Linked DNA regions of Mus musculus: region 2 is linked to region 1. Evidence: chromatin contacts called from public promoter capture Hi-C data. All regions are on one chromosome and are shown on one strand. Each heading gives the region's core, a stretch centred on a gene start, on an enhancer-like site or on the middle of the called end of the contact. The rest is flanking DNA. Distances are from core to core; before and after follow the strand shown.

What was found. Capture Hi-C pulls out chosen DNA fragments and counts their contacts.
Region 2: a promoter capture Hi-C map of adipose tissue shows a contact between it and region 1. The contact joins two enhancer-like sites. A contact is called at or near these places in 13 of 39 promoter capture datasets (the 3T3-L1 cell line, 3T3-L1-derived adipocytes, the C10 cell line and 8 more), 1 of 15 datasets of contacts at CTCF or cohesin (CD8 T cells), 19 of 484 Hi-C or Micro-C datasets (the C2C12 cell line, the G1E-ER4 cell line, the HL-1 cell line and 15 more), 13 of 115 datasets of contacts at active chromatin or transcription factors (bone marrow-derived macrophages, craniofacial prominence, embryonic forebrain and 9 more) and 4 of 9 other capture datasets (adipose tissue, liver, macrophages and 1 more).

The regions. Positions count from the first base shown.
Region 1 is chr9:31,161,456-31,166,772 of GRCm38.p6, forward strand. It overlaps Aplp2 (amyloid beta (A4) precursor-like protein 2), which reads right to left. Exons shown (of 18, transcript NM_001357698.1): 8 at 3,088-3,218; 9 at 1,891-1,965; 10 at 304-462. Among named protein-coding and RNA genes, the nearest start is that of St14, 32 kb to the left of the region's middle. Within about 2 kb of position 2,101, at least 32 of the 459 cell types and tissues checked have an H3K27ac peak or open chromatin away from gene starts, as enhancers often do. A contact at or near this core is called in adipose tissue and bone marrow-derived macrophages, where this site is marked.
Region 2 is chr9:31,259,711-31,265,027 of GRCm38.p6, forward strand. It overlaps a transcript of Gm7244 not described here. Among named protein-coding and RNA genes, the nearest start is that of Gm7244, 9.0 kb to the right of the region's middle. Within about 2 kb of position 2,986, at least 40 of the 459 cell types and tissues checked have an H3K27ac peak or open chromatin away from gene starts, as enhancers often do. A contact at or near this core is called in adipose tissue and bone marrow-derived macrophages, where this site is marked.

The sequences.
Region 1 (5,317 bases), core at 851-3,350:
GAGTTGGAACTCTGGCTGTCAGGTTTGTGCAAGAGGTGCTTTTATGCCGTGTCACTGCACCAGCTTCCTATCCAATACTTCCTAGGACCCTCAAAGCAAGGCAGCTTTGATTTAAGCAGTAGAAAAAGCTTGAGACCACTTAACTCAAGAGTTCTCCTATGAATTAATTTACCCAACTCCTGTTTGTTTAGTAGGCTGTCCTCAGGCTTGAGACTCTCCTGCCTCTGCCTTCCAAGTACACACTTTAAGCAGGCAACACTAAGAACATGACTTGTCTATGGTTCTGCTCTGACCCCAACTCACCCGAGGTGGGTCAGACTGCAGGGCAGCCAGGTAATTTTCCAGAGCTATGCGTCGGCGGTCATTCAGCATGGCTTCTACTCGGGCCAGATGGGTTTCCACAAGCTGCTGCTTCTCACTGGCTGCTTCTTTCTCTAAAGCTTTAACCATAGCTTGGAAATGCTAAGCCGAGGAAAGAGAACAACAGGTAATCTGTGGCATCTGTAGGAAGTCTAGTAAGCTCACACCTAGGAGCCCAGTGCTTTTCTTTGCCTAGTGCCTCTGTGCTTCAGTAAGACAGTAACAGATTCAGTGACATAAGGGCTAGGTACACAATCTCTTATTTCTATTAAGATGCCTCCATTCATAAAAAAACAAATTAAATTTCTGTGTTAGAGAGACTCTCGTGTTTCTATAGCTGACATTACTAAGTTTGCAATTTCAACAGCTGGTTTTTCAACGTCTACAATCATCATTTCCATGTTCTAAAAAAATACCAACTTCTAAATCCCGAAGCCAGTGACCAACAGGGCACATGTTTTAAAACAAAACACAGTTCAGTGACATGCTGGCTCACACTGAGTTGCACCTACTAGAGCTGTGAAGGGAACATTATCTGTGAGCTGCCTGGCCACATTTACTGGCACCTTAAGGTTGCTCAGTCAAATATCCATATAGATAAAATTGGTTGTGTAAGAATTAAAGCTCAGCTGGAGAGATGGCTCAGAGGTTAAAAGCACTGACTGCTCTTCCAGAGGTCCTGAGTTGAATTCCCAGCAACCACATGGTGGCTCACAACCATCTGTAATGGGATCCGATGCCCTCTTCTGGTGTGTCTGAAGACAGCTACAGTATACTCATATACATAAAATAAATCTTTAAAAAAAAAAGAAAAGAAAAGAATTATAGCTCTGAGATTTTGAGTGACTAATTAAAACACACCAAGGTCCTCCAGGATACTCGGAGAGAGAGCTAACCTGATATATACCTACTTTAAAACGTATGCTTAGACCAGAAATTTGTTCAATTCCCAAAACTGCCCCCACTCATAAGTTAAAGCAGTAACATGATGCATTTTTAAACCTGAATCAGTCTTATAAATTGCTATTTATATTGCTAGCCCCTCCCTTCTACAGAAGGGTGTACAATCAGTTGCTATGATTTTAAGATTACATTTTTTTTTACAAAGCAAGGAATAAACTTGTATTAAAGATCTTTGTTTTCTGCCTTTTACTTTGTCAATCTGCCAGTTTCTTTTTAATCCAGTAGTGTTGAAAAACAAGCCACAGTCCATGAACAAGATGACAGGGGCTTTTGCCAAGAAAGCAGAATTAACCAATAGCTAAGCCAAGGTTACTTCCTGTACAAGTTAGGTGTGCTCTGGGAGAGGGTTTGGTTTCTTTCTACCACAAGTAAAAAATACTCGTGGTGAAATTGAAATGGGGAGGAAAGGAGAAAGGAAGGGGAAGGGGAGGAGAGAGACAACTTCCTTGTAATTTAAGTCCCTGACTAGAAGGAGGTGTTACATTCAAAGTCCCAGGGAGCTCAACTCTGTATCTTCAACAGGCCAGGCTGGAAAACGGACCCTTTGTCCCTGAAGGAGCATCCTACCTGGATGAGGGTCTGTCTTTCTGTCTTGGGGAGGTTCTTGGCTTGAAGTTCTGCCTCTTCCCATTCCTTCTTTACCTAGAACCAACATCAAAAACACTCTTCAGAAAATAATCCTCTGAAATAACTTCCCCATTTTCTAAAAATACTGCTGGGTGCTGAATCCATGCCGGAAACTGTGCAAAAGGAAACTCTATCATCTGATCCCTGAGTCCAGATTGTTACTCAGAAGTTGCCAGCCTCAGTCATGCCCAGATCCCCTTGATACCAGGATCCTCTTGTTATATACCTTAGGCAAGTTATTCTTTATGCTTATTCTCCCTTCACTTAAAAACTAAAGAGTAATGCCTGTTTCTATCAGAAATCATGTGGAAATAAAATAATGAGCACCTCCCTAAGAATAAGTCCAGTGTGGAAGCTATAAGGGTGGAGCCCAAGTCCAGCAAGCAATCCCCATTACTACTGCTGTTCTGAGACAGTCCTATGGAGCCCACCCAGCCTCAAGCTCGCAGTGTAGCCAAGGATGACCTTCAAGCTTTATCTTCCTGCTGCCTGTCATAGTGCAGGATAAGAGCTGTGTCCCTCTAGCCTGGTGTATGTGGTGCTTGGGTCCAGTCCAGGGCTCTATGCATGCTAAGCAAATACTCTTAGAAGGAAGCTACATCCTAAGCCCCAGGCAAGGCCAGCCTGGATTAGGTTAAACATGATCCTGGAGGATGAACTAGGAAATCTCCCTACTTTTAGAATACTTCCAAGTAAAGAAACTTACTTCCCCGAGACTTAAGACTCTTGCCTCTGCAATTAGAAAGTATTAATAACTGTTTTACTTCATCTAATTTACTTTTACAGTTTTATAAACCAAGTCTTCAATTTTAACAGTGATAAAAAAAATGGATTTTTGAAAATACAAATTTAAAGCTGACTTTAAACAGAGTAACAAGTGCCCAAAAAGTGTTCAGAAGTATCTGCAATGCCACTGAAAGTAAGGTTATCACATGAGAGGCAGCAGCTGAAGAAAAGAGCTTCATCTACCTAGGAGGTAGCTCTCCAGAACCATGTGGCATTTTAGCCAGCAGTGTCCCTCTCTTCAGTCATAAACCCTGCCTTACAGAGCACGTGCCTAGTGTGCGCCAGGTTCTAAATCTACTCCCTAGCACTACAAACCAAACCAATACAAACGGTATGAATGGTAATGTTTACCCTGTCCATTCGGTTTCGATGTCGAATTTCCAGCTGTTCCTTAGCCTTCTGGAAGCGGGCGTGCTCATTATCATCCGCTGAGGTCTCAAAATACACATCAACATCATTGGTTGGCAGGGGAGTCGGGGGAACTGAAATAAAGTCACAGAGGGAATTCTCTCTGGCAGTCAGGTAAATAGGCAAGCACAGGACCCACAAGATGGATCAACTTGTCTTGGGGCTTTGCAAGAAAAGTACAGAGCGCCCCATTGTTAGATTGCAGTGAACAATCTTTGCATAATATTCACTAAACACATTAGTCCATGCTAGTACAGTAATTTATAGGCAGACCAAAGCCCTAGCATCTTCAGGACTCATAAGGCATTTACCTATAATTAATTGCAGGACAAACAAACAAACAAACAAACAAAAAACCTGCTTCTACAGTCTTCCCTTCAGAACTTGAAACCTGAAAACCTAAAATAAGGCCACCATGTGTATTCCTAATGGTATGTAATGTAAACCAGGATTGAAATTAGGCCTCATGGAGACATTTCCACAAAGGTGTTGCCCATTTTTAAGGAACAGGCTCCTATCTCTCTTATGGCAATCTTTGGGTCTCGGTTTGAGGAAACTAGTTCAAATGCACACTATTTGCATATAAGCTGAGTGGAAAAGTGCAAACCATGCTAGCTCAGCATCACTGAAGGACTGACTGATACCTCTGTCTGGTAAAAAGTCTAATGGCAGTTAAACTAAATTTCTATATTTGATGAGGGCACCTTCTACTGATGGGAAGATATGCCTTGGTGGTCTTGATTCCTGACTCTGAGCGAAGATGCTTCCAGTTGTCCTTCGGAGCACAGATCCATTAAAACAGAGGCCTCTTACCTCACTGCTGGTTAGGCATGAGCTGTTCTGGCCCCCAAGGCTAGTGATTACGTGCACAAGGGACTGGGCAGGCAAGTTTACTTTGCATAGTTTTAATCCATTAGAATAGGTATGCAGGGCTGGAGAGATGGCTCAGCGGTTAAGAGCACTGACTGTTCTTCCGAAGGTCTTGAGTTCAAATCCCAGCAACCACATGGTGGCTCACAACCATCTGTAATGAGATCTGGCGCCCTCTTCTGGAGTGTCTGAAGACAGCTACAGTGTACTTAAAGCATACAATAAATAATTTAAAAAAAAAAAAAAGAATAGGTATGCAACTAATTCAAACAAACAAACTAGAAATTAGCTAACTACTCCACAAAATTATCAGATGCAACTTTCCTTGCTTCCCTTTATTTAGTAAGCTTATAATTTTGTGATATTTTGTCTCTTTGTAATTTAAAAAGGATCTCAGTATCTAGCTGTCAGATCAACAAAATTACAGTTTGTTTCTTAGGAAATTATATTCTCCTAGTGTCTACTCAAAGTTTGGTGAAAATTTTCAAATCTATTCTATATACAGTCATCAGAAGTATAAAGGCTTTCATGCTGAATGGATGGTTTCGCTCTCTGGGCTAGGAATATGCACACAGTAGGTCTAACCACTCCTAGAAGCTAAAAAGGAAGGGTGTGCCACTCTGGAGACTTCCATGGCTCACGCATGGGTCAGAATCATGACAAGCTCAGCCTTCACTGGTCTCAGACCTCTTAAGAGACACCAGGTGATCCCAGAAAACCTGGTCCATAGCTATTCCAGGCTCTCCAGCTAAGAGCCCTGCAAGTACAGATGCGGGCTCTTCTCTTCAACAGGGCTCTCCAGGTGCACAGGAAACTTCATCTTGTGTCAAAGCACTGTCTGAGCTTTAGGCAAAGACAGTATCTCCACATTCAGCGAGATAACTAAAGGGCCTCAACTACTCCTTAAACATTAGCCCAAAACAATGTTTTAATATTCTTTAGCTAGGTCATTTTTAAAAGCAGTAAACACCACAAAAAGTCTTACCTCTAAATCTGTTCTAAATAAACTGTCTATGGATGGGAGTTCCAATGGCTCATTCTTTCTCTTGTCAAGACTGCTAAATAAAAATAGCCTTCCCTAGTGTATCGGGAATGGAAGCAATAAAAGCACACCACACTAGGTTAAAATCTTAAACCTCTTTGGAAGAGCAGTGAAGATATCGGAATAAAAAGCCACGAGAAGCTACAGCAAACACCAGGGGCAGGCAGCAACTCATTCCAATGAGTTCCAGAGCAGAAACCAAGGCAAAATTCCTGGTCTGAGGATTTTCCTGGCACATGAATTAATACCACAAGACAGAGT
Region 2 (5,317 bases), core at 1,736-4,235, 99 kb after region 1:
ACCCAGCTACACAATAAACCTTTTATAAACATTCATGTACACGTCTTTGTATGGATGTGCACTTTTGCATCTCTTTTGTAAATGCATAGTAGCAGGACTGAGGCATAGGGGAAAGTGCTGGTTTAAGAAGCTGCTAAATGGGGGCTTGTGAGAGTGGGCTCTGCAGCCGAGAGTGTGTCGTGCTCTTCTGTGGGACCTGAGTTTGGTTCCCAAGCATTCAAATAGGGTGAATCTCAATTGCTTCTAATGCCAGCATCAGGAGAATCTGGCCTCCCAGGGCAGCTGTACTCATATCAACATTCACACACACACACACACACACACTCTCTCTCTCTCTCTCTCTCTCTCTCTCTCTCTCTCTCTCACTCACACTCACTCACACCATCTCACTTCCCTCTGGTGGGGTATTCCAGCTTACTTGCCCTTCATCTTTCTTAATATTTAATGTGGCCAATCTTTTGGATATTTACCAGGAATCTGCATGATATTTCCCAGAGAAATAACCGGGCTTGCTTAATTATTGCCAACACAGACCATCTCTCAGTGAGAAATCTTTGTGCACATATATTTTCTGTGGTGTTGTGATACAACACCACAGAATGACTTGTTTGCTGCCAAGTCATTGCATGTTTTCTGGAACTTAGACTTGACTAGGAGTGACGAAGGACTGAAGAAAAGACAGATGGACACACGGATAGAAAGCTCAGATCTGATAGTCTGGACTCCCTGCTGGAGAAACCTCAGCACCCCAGAAGTTCGGTGTGTTTATTATATAGAGGTGAACAGAGAGGTGGGGTGACTGCTTACAGCTGAAGAAGGAGGCAGGGTTATTGTATATAGACAAACAAGGGGGCATGGCTTATGGGACGAAGCTGTATCAAGCAGACAGGTTTAGCTAATCTTGGTAGGAGTGTGCTCTGTAGGGGAGCAGTCTTCAGGCTATAAATACACAGGGGACAAACACTATGGTGGACATTTTCTGAATACATGATTAATGTCCACACACAGACCAGACAGGGGGGATTTGCCATTTCCCTGAGTCTCACACCGGGCTGGGAAAGCTTTGTCATTTTCCCATGGGTTTGAGCCTCTGGGGTCCTAAACATGGCTGGCACAGGTCACCACCACTCATTCACTCAGGACTTCACACACTCAGGGCTTCCTTGTCTCCTCCCCTGAAGCCCCTCCCCCCCCCCCCACTGTTTATGAGAAGCCCATCTCTCTGTGATGTTCTGGCTCTCTATGTGGCCCTTCTTATCAAATATCCTGAGCTATGAATTCCCATACATGTCTCCTCGAGCCAGGAAATTTGCCTGTTTCCCTCCCACCATGCATTGCAATCACTCTAATCTTCTGTTTCTCTCTCTCTCTTTAATTTATATATTTTTATTTTATGTGCATTGATGTTTTTCCTGCATGTATGTCTGTGGGAGGGTGTTACATCTTGGAGTTACAGACAGCTGTGAGCTGCTATGTGGGTGCTGGGAATTGAACCCAGGTCCTCTAGAAGAGTAGTCAGTGCTCTTAACTGCTAAGCCATCTCTCCAGTGCCCCCTCTCTAATTCTCTTAATTTTCATTTGTTTGGGGAAAATATATGTATATTGAGCCCAGGCAGAAGACATTTCTTTTCCTTCAGCTGCTAATGGAGTGTTCAAGTTTTGAGCGGCTTATAAACAAAAGGATTGTGGACATCCATGTGCGAGTCTTTAAGGTACTCGGACCTTCATTTCTCTGGTTAATACTTAAGAGTACGGGGCTGAGATACATTGATCACAAGGTGATCAATTCAAGAAGATGTCAGACTTTCTCCAGATCTCTCATGAAATTCATATAAAGTTGAGCTGCTGCATAGTAGAGTTGTACGCCTTTAAGTAATTTAATTATATGAAGGTCTCTTCTCTGTGACTTTCTGATTTGAATGGGCTCAGGGCTCTATCTCTGTAGTCTCGTCCTCATACTCTGTACAGGTTCTTTTAAGAACTGGTGTCTGACTACGTAGCCCAGGCTGGCCTCTTGCCTCAGACTCTCCAGTCCTGAAATTACAGGTATGTACCACATATCCTCTCTGTCTCTGTCTCTGTCTCTCTCTCTGTCTCTCTGTCTCTGTCTGTCTGTCTGTCTCTCTGTCTCTCTCTCTTTCTCTCTCTGAGGGGGCCCATAGGAAGGGGTTGCCCTTGGAGATGGTACCTGGAACCCTATACGTGCTAGGCGAGGGCTCTCCACCACTGGCTACATCCAGCACTTTCTACTTCTTTAAGATGGAGACCCCAGATCTTAGAAGTCTATAGAATCCTGTAATGAAGCAAGGTTTGATACACACTTATCTCTGAGGCTGTCTTCTTTGGTTTTAGACCTTTCTTCCTTCCTTCCTTCCTTCCTTCCTTCCTTCCTCCCCCCCTCTCTCTTTCTCTCTTTCTCTCTCTCTTTCTTTCTTTCTTTCTTTCTTTCTTTCTTTCTTTCTTTCTTTCTTTCTTTCTTTCTTTCTTTCCTTCTTCACCCCCCCCCTTCTCTCATTCTCTTTTTCTTTTTGACAAAGTGCTGGAGCTACAAGCCTGTGTCATTGCTCCTGATTCAAGGCTGAAGAACAGGAATCTGTGGCTTTTGCATTCTAGGTGAAGGGACTCTGGTCAGCTGGAGCGTGGCTGCCAGCACTCTGGCAGGCCTTGCCCTTCTCCCCAATTCCCTCTGCCTTGCTAAAAAAACGCTTAGATTACATTCCTAAAGCTAGCCACCAGGGCCTAGTTCCTTATTTGGCCATTTCCTCCTCCTGAGGCTGACCACCAAGGTCAAGCTATCAAAGTATTGAAGTCCAGCATTCAAAGGCCTCTTTGGCTGCCCTATTTAACATGCCTAAATAAAATTAAACACCTCACCCTAACCTGGTTTTCCTCTTGTACCTTTATAAACTGTCATTTGCCTGTGGGCCACATCTGTCTTCTCTCCTGGCAGTCAGTCCTTTATCTCCTGGGACAAACACCCCTGTCCCCTCCCCACCCTCACCGCCCCCCCCATCTCCGTCTCTGTCTTTTATCCCCTGCCCCCTGTCCTCCTGGGGCAAATCTCCTCCCTGCTGAGAACTTGGTCTTAAGGCTCCAGAATGATACTTTTCCTTTCAGCCTAAGACCTTGTTTTTCTCTTCTTATCCTATGTTTTTTGGATTTGTCTCTTTCATTGTGCAACAACTCTACAGCCATGTGTTGTATGACAAAATTTTCAGGGCAGGGGGAGGGGAAATGTAACTCTTATGTCTACTTACCCTAGACAGGGAACCCACAAGAGTCCAAAGTAGAGATACCCCCCCAAAAAAGTCCAACTTGGTGAACAATTGAGTTCATTTGGATTACCTACAGAAGTATGGATGAGGGGTTAGTTACAAGAACAGAAATAACTCAAAGACAGCTATATTACGAAAGCCCACTCCAGCATGGGTGACAGCTCACACAGTGGGAAACCTGAAGCGCATTGCACAGTCATCAGGCAGCTCCACAGGTTGAAGAGTGTCCTTTCCAGGTGCCTCAGGTTTCCAGGCTAAACCTCTTCCAGGAAGCTGATCTGGTCTGAGTTGTCTTCGCTGGTTTTCTCCTCTGAGAATCTTCTTTGAAGCTCAGCTTGCTTGAGTCCTGGCTGCTCAGCTGCCTCAGTCTTCTGTGCAGCTCAGCATCTGAGGTGGACTCTCAGTCTGTATTGCTTATTCTCATAGGGAGGGGCCTAGTGAATCTGGTCAGTTTCAGGGACTTCCTGAAGCTATTTTGAGTTACTCATCTTCTCACTTAAGGAGTGTCCAGCAAGATGGAATGCTTCAGTCTCCTAAAAAGGAAAACACCGTGATAATGAGCAGTAGTACAGCAGATACATCATTTGTTTATGACCTTTAGGTGGAATAATCTTAAATTTTTAGCATTAATAAAGCAGTTGTGGAGGCCTGTCCCTGAAATGTTAGCATTCAGGAGGTGGAGGTAGGAACATCAGAAGTCCAAGGTCATCCTTTGCTACATCAACTTTGCTGTAGGGGAGGAAGAGATGGTTCAGTAGTTAAGAGCATCTAGAATTCTTGGAAAGAACCAGAGTTTGATACCCAGTACCCAGGTCAGGCAGCTCACGATCACTTGTAACTCTAGCTCCTGGGGATCCAACACCCTCTTTTGGAACTCCTTCTTTTGGACTTTAAGAGTATCTACACTCTCATATACACCTACATGGACACCATATATATGATTTTAAATAAACATATTTTTAAAGTATGAGGCAGTCTGGGCTTCATAAGACTCTGTTTTCCCATGCCCACAAATAGTATTAATAATGTTTGTTGTGAAAGCTTTTCTTTTCTAGTATCTATTTTCTGAAAAAAATTTTCCTTATTAAAAATACATAGGGGTAGAGAGCTTAGACATGAATAAAACCCTGGTTCGATTCCTAGCACCATACAAAAATCAGGGTTAGTGGCTCATATCTGTAATCCTAGCAATTGGACAGTGGAGGCAGGAGGATCAGTAGTTCAAAGTCATCTTCAACTACTTAGCAACTTTGAGGTCAGCCTGGTCTACTTGAGATGTCTCAAAGGAAAAAGGAAGGGAGGAAGGAAGGAAGGAAGGAAGGAAGGAAGGAAGGGAGGGAGGGAGGGAGGGAGGGAGGGAGGGAGAGAGGGAGGGAGCGGAGGGAGGGAGGGAGGGAGGAAGGAAAGAAGGAAGAAAGACTTCTATTATGTTATAAAATAGGAATTCCTGGTGAAACTTTTCCAAAGTATTTGTAAGGTTTTAGTGAGTGTATGTTCACTTGTGTCCAATGTGGTACATATTCTGAGTTGTCCCTAGATCACTAAAATCAGTTTTTTCTTTTGTTTTCAGTACTCAAACTCAAAGCAGTGCCTAAAAGAAGGTTTTTGCACACTCATAGTATGTGTTACATGTATGGTTTGTTCGTTTCAAGACAGGGTCTCACTATGAAGCTCTGGCTGTCCTGGAACGCCTTATACAAACCAGGTTTTCCTGGAACTCACAGAGATCCACCTGGCTTTTCCTCCGGAGGACTGGGATTAAAGGCGCGGAAGACCAGGACTTTAGAGTTGCTAGTATGGTTCTTGCATGCATAAGAAGCAACTCAACTAAACCAGGCCTGTTGGTGCATTCACGGAGTGCTTAGTGTCACACTGCCTCAGTATTTCCTCATGATCATACCACACTCATTACTATGTTTTGGTTTGATTTGGCTCATTTTGAGACAGGCTTTCTGCTAGCCCAGGCCTTCACTATGTTCCTGCCTATACTTGCCAAGTGCTGGGATTATAGGCCCAAGCTACCATACCCAAACCAAGACAAA